Regions from separate parts of the Mus musculus genome. Here region 1 is linked to region 2. The links are chromatin contacts, called in public promoter capture Hi-C maps. All regions are on one chromosome and are shown on one strand. Each heading gives the region's core, a stretch centred on a gene start, on an enhancer-like site or on the middle of the called end of the contact. The rest is flanking DNA. Distances are from core to core; before and after follow the strand shown.

Region 1 (4,914 bases), core at 548-3,047, 200 kb before region 2:
AAGGAAGTTTGAAATCTCTCAATTGTGTCTTTGCAATATCAAAATTAAGTATTTTTTAAAGAGCAAAGACATAGAGCATAATCATAATTTTCAGAAGGCAAAATCAAGTTCTAATAGTGTAAACCATTTAATCTTTCTAAAATTAATTGCAAGTGGGTTTTTATGTTACGAGTGTGGCTGTCTGAAAGGTACATTGCTGTACATACGTGCATGGAGGTGCAGTTTTTATCTTAGTAAAATTCTATAAACCTGGATTTTTAAGATAAGACGGGGGCTAGAGAGATGGCTCAGTGGTTAAGAGCACTGACTGCTCTTCTGAAAGGTCCTGACTTCAATTCCCAGCAACCACATGGTGGCTCACAACCATCTGTAATTGGATCCGATGCCCTCTTCTGGTGTGTCTGAAGACAGCTACAGTGTACTTACATATAATAATAAATAAATCTTTTTTAAAAATTAAATTCCTGCATTCCAGGAAGTTATCTGGTTCCTGAGCAGGTGGAGCTTGCAGATTAATTTGGGGAATTACCGTACTGCATGCAGGCAAAAAAACATATACTCACAAAATAAGATCTAACATATCTTAAAATATATAGAAAAGTTAGCTAAATTAAAAATTAATAAAATGAGCATTAAGTCCATTGTCTCTCATTTGTTTCTCATTGAATGAAAATCAGGACAATGTTGCGGTAATTTCTCACCCCAATAAGCCCGTATAAAAAACACACAACTCAGTTATAGTTATAAGCTATATGCCTAGATTGGGCAGATCTATCACTGTACTAATCTAGTTGCCAACTATGAGACTTCTTGCTACTTGCGGCTTCTCCAGGCCATGTCTCTCTCCTCCCTCTCTGAGACTGGGAAGAAGGCCCAGTGAGATCACCTGAGTATGCGCTCTGCTCATTGTAGAGGACAGCTCCTCTTGATGAAGCAGAATAAACATCAAAATACAAATGGCGCCAGGGCAACCCACAACAGGACAAGAATGCTCCTAAGTATGGGTGAGAAGGATTTTACTGTAGACATGAAGAAGAGTACAGCCAGAGGCATCTGGAAGAGTTCAGACTGAATATAACCAGCAAAATAGATGGGGCCACGAGAGGAGAGGTGGGGAGTGGGGCGGGGGCGAGCTAAGAAGAGAAGACTTGGAGAGAGGGTTCCAAGAGGACCCCGAGGGTGCTTGGGAATAAAGAGGGGAGTGGCCAAAATGGCTGAGTTATGAGAATCTGAAGTGGGCAAAGCTCGGGGGCTAGAGAGATTCGGTGTAGGGGCGGGGTATGCCAGGCAGGCAGGATGACTCTGTAAGAGGTTGTTGTGAGAAGGGCCTGAAGGAACCTAGAAGCTAGCATAGACCTCGATATGCCAATAGACGCCACCAAAGGCATAGATTAATGGAAGAGTTCTATGTCCCTTCTGCCAAAGACGAGGAGAATGACCACTTTTAGCAAGTAAAAACGATTTTCTTAAGTCCCTGAGAGAATGATGGGTTTTGTCTAAAAGCCCGAGTTTGGGAAAAGGAAATTTCTTGCACGTTCCCACCCGCCGCCCCCTTTTTTTCCCCAGGTAGAGTGAAGCTTTTAGAACCTTCTGCCTCTTACAGTGAGTGAAAGAACAAAGGTGGATAAGCGGGTGTCTGAATTTCACCCCATCCTTTTCATTTTCATTTACTAACCTACATACACTAGAGCGCCAAGAGCCGCTACGGGTAGCGGCCCGGTACAGAGAGACCCGTCAGCCGGGACCTGCTGTCTGCTTGGCAACCGGTGACATCTCAGCGTCGCGCTCCTGACGTCATAGATGGGCGCCATACTTAAAGAGAGTGCGGGAAGCTGCGACTGCAGCTGAGCTCTGTGACAGCCATGGAACTAACGCAGAAAGAGCGGGAACTGAGTCGCTGGGCTGCTGAAGAGATGGAGGTGCCCCTAGCAGCTCGCCCCCGGGAGTCGACGCTGCGTAGGTGAGGCTGCTTCTGGAGTAAGGTCTCCCCATCCTGGAATTAGCCTCGAGGAGTAAGATCACCGCCCTGTTAGACCCCCGGGGCCCAGGTGTAGAGAACGCGACCCCCAGAAACACAGCTTGATCATAGACGCTGTAATAACAAGAGGTTTTTAATCCGACGCACATGAGGTTGCTCAGCCTCGCAGGGAGAGTCAACCCCGATTGTCTAAATACAGCTAATTTATACTTTTTGTGAAAGGGCTCACACAGCTATTTTATTATTGGCTAATAAAGCAACAGTATAATTTTAATTTGGCAGAAAACTTTGTCAGCAATCAGCAAGGTCAAAGCAGCTTGTAGTTTTCCTCAGAATTCAGGCTGAGGAGGGCTAGGGAGGTTTTCTCAAGGATGGTCATTTCTGGCAGCTGTGGTCTTTATGACCACTAGTCTGTCCCTGCAGATAGGGAAGGGGCCGGGTGGTCTTGAATTTGTTTACACTGGCAGGGAAAGAGAAGAATCTTTCTTTCTTTCTTTTTTTTTTTTTTTTTTTTTTTTTTTTTTGAGTTTCTCAAGACAGGGTTTCTCTGTGTATCCCTGGCTGTCCTGGAACTCACTCTGTAGATCAGGCTGGCCTAGAACTCAGAAATCCACCTGCTTCTGCCTCCCAAGTGCTGGGATTAAAGACATGCGCCACCACTGCCTGGAGAAAGGGAAGATTCTTTAAGCAGCAGGAGACAGCTGAAGATAGAGAGTGGCTGCTGCAGACAGCTTGCAGCAGGAGACAGAGATAGGGGAAGCAAGCTCTGCAAATAACTTTGGTATACATTAATTAAGCTAAAAACTAAGCCGGGCGTGGTGACGCACCCCTTTAATCCTAGCACTTGATAGGCAGAGGCAGGTGAATTTCTGAGTTCGGCTACACAGAGAAACCCTGTCTTGAAAAGACAAAAACAAAACAAAACAAAATATTAAGCTAAAAACTATATTTCTTCCCAGCACTCGGGAGGCAGAGGCAGGCGGATTTCTGAGTTCGAGGCCAGCCTGGTCTACAAAGTGAGTTCCAGGACAGCCAGGGCTATACAGAGAAACCCTGTCTCAAAAAACCAAAAAAACAAAACAAAACTATTATTTCTTTATCCCTCATCGAGAATGAGACAGATCTGCAGAATAAGGGGGTTCCTACAGCACCTCACCTACCCACTCTTACCCTAATCAAAGGTGACACTAGGCAGTTGGCAGTGGCTGTTCTATTGGGGATCAAATCTGCAGAAACCAGTAGCATATGACCCTGTTATGAAAGACCATTTCCTGGGGTGGAAACCTCTTACACCCACCTCTGAAAGTGACTACAACTAAACCTCTCCTAGAAGAAATAGAACCTGTCATGGAATAAGAATACCCTCAGACTTAGGGAGAAGGCCACCCTCTCAGTGACAACCCCCAGGCCCACCCACCGAAGTGAGAAATCTTGGAACTTTCCACCACCATAACTGTGGAGACAGTGGAGGGTCCTCCTCTCCTCCTGGGCAATGCTCCAGTCATACTCTATGCTGTATCCCTTCAGGCTGTGTCTGAGTCAGGGCGCTGACATCTGGGCCTACATTGTGCAGCATGTGCGTAGTCAGAGGTAAGCCAAACCTAGTGCAGGGGAGGGGGTCAGAGAGTGGGAAAGGCACAGGGAAGGCCCACAGCAACTCCTCTCCCTTCATCTCTCCAATGCAGGAATATCAAGAAGATCCAGGGAAACCTCCTCTGGTAACTGCTTCTTAAATTCATTGATTCCTATCTTCACCAGTTTTGTCTAGCCTTGTCCATAACCAAGGCCTCTACTTCCTGCCTTCTCCCCTGGAAGCCCCAGCCATCTCCTAACTCTATTCTCTTTTCTCTAGGCATGCCTATCAGGACAATCCAAAGGTAAGAAGCCTGTGTGGTTAATATTCTCCCTCAACCAATAGTCAGCTTGCAAATATTCTGCTCTAGGCCCTGGAGGTGATGGGTCTGTCAGGAACACCATGTTACAAAACAACCCAGATCTTTGCGCTCCCAGGGATTGCGATCCAGGGTGAGCCAGGCACGAGATGGGGAGCAGTGGTGTATGGACATGGGGCATTGGTGTTGGAGAGAGGAAGGTCTTGAGTCCTATAGTCTCAGCACTCAGGATGAAGCAGAAGGGTCAACATGAGTGTAAGGCCAGCCTGGGCTACATAGTGAGACATGGTCAAAAGTAGACACAGTAAACAAAACTGCTAAAAGGAGAAGGATGAGTTTGTCAGAGCTGCTAAGGAATTCAAGGAAGAGGTCAAGACTAGGAGGGGGACCTACAATTAAGAGCATTCGCTGCTCTTGAAGAGGACTTATCCCAGCATCCAGAGCAGATGTCTAACAGCAGACTGTGATTTCAGTTCTAGGAGATCTAACACCTTCTGGCCTCCACTGGTACCTGTATGCATGTGGTACACCGACATACATTTTTTAAAAAAATGGAGGCTGAGTATGTTGGTACTTGCCTGTTATCCCAGCACGTGGATGCTGAAGAAGACTGTGAATTTAAAGGCAGTCTGAGCTAGTTTACACACCAAAACCCTATCTCAATAAAAATAAAAAATAATTTTAAAAAAGCATCTGACAGAGATGTAGGAGTCACCCCACAGACAGAAACCAAGAAGATAGAGAGGCAATTCCAGGAGGGAGAGAACCAAGTAGATTCTTAGTGCTTCTATGTCAGACCTGAGCCACTTAAACAAAGAAAAATCTGTCAACCATCTCCCAGGAGATGAGGAGAGAAGCCGAATGCCACCCAGAAGGTAGTACAGCCAGGCTAAACTCCAAGGAGTCCAAGCATCTGACCTTCTGACCCTCTACCTGATCCTATCAGATCCATCGGAAGTTGGAGCTGGAAGCCACTGTGGCCCGCCTTCGGGCAGAGAACCAAGAGCTAGACCAGAGCCTGGAGCTGATGGATCAAGAGTCTGA
Region 2 (4,462 bases), core at 954-3,453:
CTTGCCCTTTATGGAAGAGAATTCTCAAGATAATAAGCCTGTCTTCATCGTTGTGCCTCTGTGATTATTAGAGTCTGGTATGTGCGCTGGGGGGCGGGGGTATACCAGAACTGTGCTGGGGTGGGGTCAAGAGAACTTGAATGGGCGTGTCGTCCACAGTAAGGAGCAACTCTTGGGAAACCCTAGTTTTCCGGGTTTCTGAGGGGGCTCACAATGCACGTCCAGCTTCAACAGCGCCTCGGCGGTGCCCTCCGAGTTCTGGCAGTGTAGCTGATAAAAGCCATCGTCAGCTCGGGTTACATTCCACAGCTGCAGTGCCCCTCCAGACAGGATGCGGTGCCGGGGACCCCCAGCTGCGGAAGGAGTGGGTCAGGAGCCTGGAAGTCCCGCCCAGCCTCCTGAATCTGAACCCTCCTCCAGGCCCACATCCTACCTGGGCTGAGGCGGTAGCCTCGGAAGGTCCAGTTGAAGGCCTCGGGGGCGGGGTTAGCAGACACGGACACAGGCAGCAGTGCCTGGCCCTGCTCCACCACGGTCACTGCCCGCACTTGCTCTCCCAGGAACTCTGGAGGGTCTTCAGAGGGGGCGACCCAGGAAGTCAAGAGTCGGTAAAGTTAAGGCACAAGTTCAGGGGTTAAGGTTAGGGTCGAGGCCAGGACTAGGGTGGTGGACAGGACAATTGTTAGAACTGAGATCTGGGACAAGGCTCTGGATAGAAGCTAAAACCTGGTAGGATGGTTCAACTGGTAAGATTACTGCCAAACCCGAGTTCAGTGTCGGGAACCCTCAAGGCGGAGGGGTGAGATCCAGCTTCCTTAAATTGTTCTGTGAGACTGGGCGGCGGCCACAGTGCACGCCTTTAATCCCAGTACTTTGGAGGCAGAGGCAAGCGAATCTCTTGTGAGTTCGAGGACAGCCTGGTCTACAGAGCTAGTTCCTGGACAGTGAGGGCTTCACAGAGAAACCCTGTCTCCGAAACCTAAACCCCACAAAAAACAAACAAAATGTTTTTCTTTTGTTTTCTGACCACCTGCTCACCATGGCCCAGACATGAGGGAACACACACAATAATTAGATGTAATTTAAAAAAATCCAAGTGGGGTGTGGTGAGGCATGCCTTTAATCCCAGCTCGTGGGAGACAGAGACAAGTGGATCATTTGTAAGTTCCAAGCCAGCCAGAGCTGTTCAGTCAGATACTGTCTGAAAAAACAAAAACAGCAGAACAAAATACGCAAAGCCAGATATGGCCTTACAGGCTTGCAATCCCAGCACTTCAGAGGCAGTAAACTTTAGAGTTCAGAGACAGGAGGATTGCTGCAAGCTCATGACTTTCCTACTCTTCATATCAAGTTCCAGGTCAGTCAGGACTATTTTAAAACTTTTAAAATTTAACAATTGAGAAGCTAAGATCCAGTTTTGAGGGGAGGAAAAAAAAGATAGCAGCGAGTGCCAAGCTGAGAGTGGAGAGCGTGGATTGGAACTGCTGACAGCCGGAGATCAGGATGAAGGCTAGGAAAGTTACAAACTCGGTAGAGGTCAAGGTGAAGACTCCAGTAGCTGCCGTCTACAGGGGATGGTGCGAGAGGGGCTGTGCTAGGCCTGCGCACTTACATAACACGTTGAGGCGGTAGAAAGAGCTCACGGTTTCACGAAGTGCCTCGCTGTGGGCCCGGCAGGTAACCCGGTGACCGTGGTCTCGGGATGACACCCGAAGAAAAACACTCCTGGATGCAGCGGAGCCTTTGAATGGGGCGCTCTGGGGTTTTGCAGCCACGTCGTCCAGCCTGTGCAAGTTTGAGAAAATGGGTGAGGACCCAGCTGGTCCCGGAAGCTTAGGGCACCGAGGGAGCAGACTGGGGCGGGGGCGGGGGTAACTGAACATGGACGGGATAGGGTTTCCTATAAACTCACCTCTCTCCTTCCTTGTCCAAAGACAAGTTAACTGGAGGGTTGCTGCTGATGCTGACGCAGGTCAAGTTCAAGGCGTCGCCTGGGCGCAGTGCGGACGAGTTGGCCAGGATGGTCAGGTTTGTTGGGGGGACTTAACGGATTAGAGATTCAAAGGCTGAGGAACCTGAGCTACAAGGGTCTACACCGCCCCCTCTCCAACACTCGCCACCCGCTGGGCCTGTGCGCTCACACTGCACCACCAGCTGCGTAGACGCACTGAGCTGACCCGCCTTGCAGGAGAACTTGGCTAGGTTGTCCGGCGGGCCTATGATCAGCACCAGCTCGCGGGAGAAAGTGCTGCCGGACTTCTCCACACTGCCCAGCTGCACACGCCGGGGCTCCTGAGACTGCCGAGGATCGTTCACCGGGCGCGAATCCTGAGTATCCAAATAGGGTGGGTGGCCGTTAGCCCAGAGAGGGCCTTTGTGTGATGAAGGTGCCCTTCTCAACAGCGGCAGCAGGAGTAGGGTCTGAATTTGGGTATCCCTAGTTCTAGCCTCTCCTGCCTGCCTTGGTAGTCTTGGGATCTTTTGTCCATTGTGCACCGCGCCCCCTATCTCCACCCCCACACCTACACACACCACCTACCTCCAGCCCCCCACCCCACCCCCACCTCTCCAGCCCTTTGCTTGCTGCAGGTACCACACCCCCAAACCCAGAACTGTGATATTTACAGAACAGGAAACTCCCTCGGAATTCCCAATACTCTTTCCCTTTTCTTTGCCTCTGTTGTTTTTGCCTTGTTTTGCTTGAGAGGGGATCTCATGTAGCCAGGGTTGACCACAGAGTGAGTCCTCTAAGCAGCCTAACCGAGGATAACCTTGAACTCCTGACCTTCCTGCCTTCAGCTTCCAAGTGCTAGGATTACAAAAGGACTGACTCCCCACAGGTGTGTTTCTTAAAAATTCCCGTCTTCCGCAGGTAAGGCTGTGCTTCCAGAGGATCAGGGTTCAATTCCCAGCACCCACATGGAAGCTAACAACTTACTGTAGCTCTAGTCCTAGGGAACCTGACACACTCTTCTGACCTTCTCAAGGCATTAGGGATGAATGTGGTTCACAGACAAAACATACATGCATATTAAAATTAATAAATAAGAATTTAAAATTTCAAAAACTTTCCACTCTCCCTCCAAACTTCTCGAACCTTTTCCCTAATTCCAATATTAACCCTTAGATATCCCTGCCTCTGTCTCTGCCTCTTTTTCTGCCTCCTTCATCTCTCTGTCCCCCGTCTCTGTCCCTCTCCATATCTTTCTCTTCCCGCCCTTCATTCTTTATTTTTCTTAACATTAGCTTTAATGTGAATGAATTTTCTTTACTATGAATGGAATTATAGTTACTTTATCTCTAGAATTTTCTATTTTGACCCAAAGTTCCTTTTTTTTTTTAATCCTGGAATTATTTTTCCAGAACTTTCCTGGGGGTTCCATTAATTCTCATGGCATTTGTGACTTTCCATAATCTCTAGAGTTTTCCAAGAGATACGGGTGTTTCCACGTTCTGAGGGGGTGGAGAGGACAAGAGGATCAAAAGGCTGAGCAGGGTTTTAATCCAGGCAGAGTCGGGTGATCTCTCTAAATTGGAGACCAGCCTGGTTTACATAATGAGTTCTAGGCCTGCCAGGACTGCATCCTGAAACCCTTCCTGGATCAAAAACAAACAGAATTCAAGGCCAGCCTAGATGACATAACATCGTGTCTTAGGAAAGCAAATGAGAATGAGAGGACAGCTCAGTCAGTAGAGTGTGAGTGGTTTTAGCTCTCTCTCTCTCTCTCTCTCTCTCTCTCTCTCTCACACACACACACACACACACACACACACACACACACACACACACACACACAAGCAGATAAACAGGAAGAAAAAAGGGAAAAGAAAAAAGACAGGAAGGGCGAGAGAGGAAGGTCTCATGCCTTTCCTTTCTTGCTTGGCCCCTACCTTAAGCCAGGTGAGGGAGGGCTCTGGGTTGCCTCCAATGGCCAAGCATACCAGCCTCACCCGAGTTCCAGTCCGGATGCTCTGCCCCTCTGGGGGTCCCTCAATCCACAGCTTCTGGGCCGGGTCTATTGAGAGATGGTGAAGAGACACATTTACATCTGAAGAGAGACGTTTTCATCTGGGCTGGATCCTCAGGGTGAGCTCTGTGAAGCCTGAGGCCTCTTCGGGCTCTGGGTTAAGGCTCACATTTTACATTCAAGGTGAGTGACTTCTTGAAGGTCTCCTTGCTGAAGGCATCACTGAAGGCTTCGCAGGTGAGGGACAGGCCATTGTCTTCTCTCTTCACCAAGAGTGTCAGATTGGACATGGAGATGTGGCCACCATGCAGGCCCTAGCAAGGAGTGAGCTTCAGATTTACGGCCCGAGAAGCCCCCACTCACGGTAGCAGAGGCCTGGGTCCACCAGACCCTACCAAGGACACATGAAACTTTCCCATCCCCCCTCTATAAGACCCAGGAACTGGAGCCTCAGTCTGGGCTCCGCAGGGCCCAAAGCCTCAAGGGATGTCAAA

What was found. Capture Hi-C pulls out chosen DNA fragments and counts their contacts.
Region 1: a contact with region 2 is called in a promoter capture Hi-C map of liver. The contact joins the promoter of Haus5 here to the promoter of Nphs1os in region 2. A contact is called at or near these places in 7 of 39 promoter capture datasets (the C10 cell line, cranial neural crest, embryonic stem cells and 4 more) and 3 of 9 other capture datasets (adipose tissue, liver and pancreatic islet).

The regions. Positions count from the first base shown.
Region 1 is chr7:30,661,877-30,666,790 of GRCm38.p6, reverse strand. Haus5 (HAUS augmin-like complex, subunit 5) reads left to right here and starts at 1,797. Exons shown (of 19, transcript NM_027999.1): 1 at 1,797-1,960; 2 at 3,506-3,568; 3 at 3,664-3,696; 4 at 3,831-3,855; 5 at 4,817-4,914. The coding sequence starts at 1,863.
Region 2 is chr7:30,463,332-30,467,793 of GRCm38.p6, reverse strand. Nphs1os (nephrosis 1 homolog, nephrin, opposite strand) reads left to right here and starts at 2,203. Exons shown (of 3, transcript NR_004443.2): 1 at 2,203-2,345; 2 at 4,152-4,462. Nphs1 (nephrosis 1, nephrin) reads right to left here. Exons shown (of 30, transcript NM_019459.2): 10 at 4,138-4,282; 11 at 3,892-4,016; 12 at 2,142-2,328; 13 at 1,913-2,042; 14 at 1,613-1,785; 15 at 434-574; 16 at 213-353.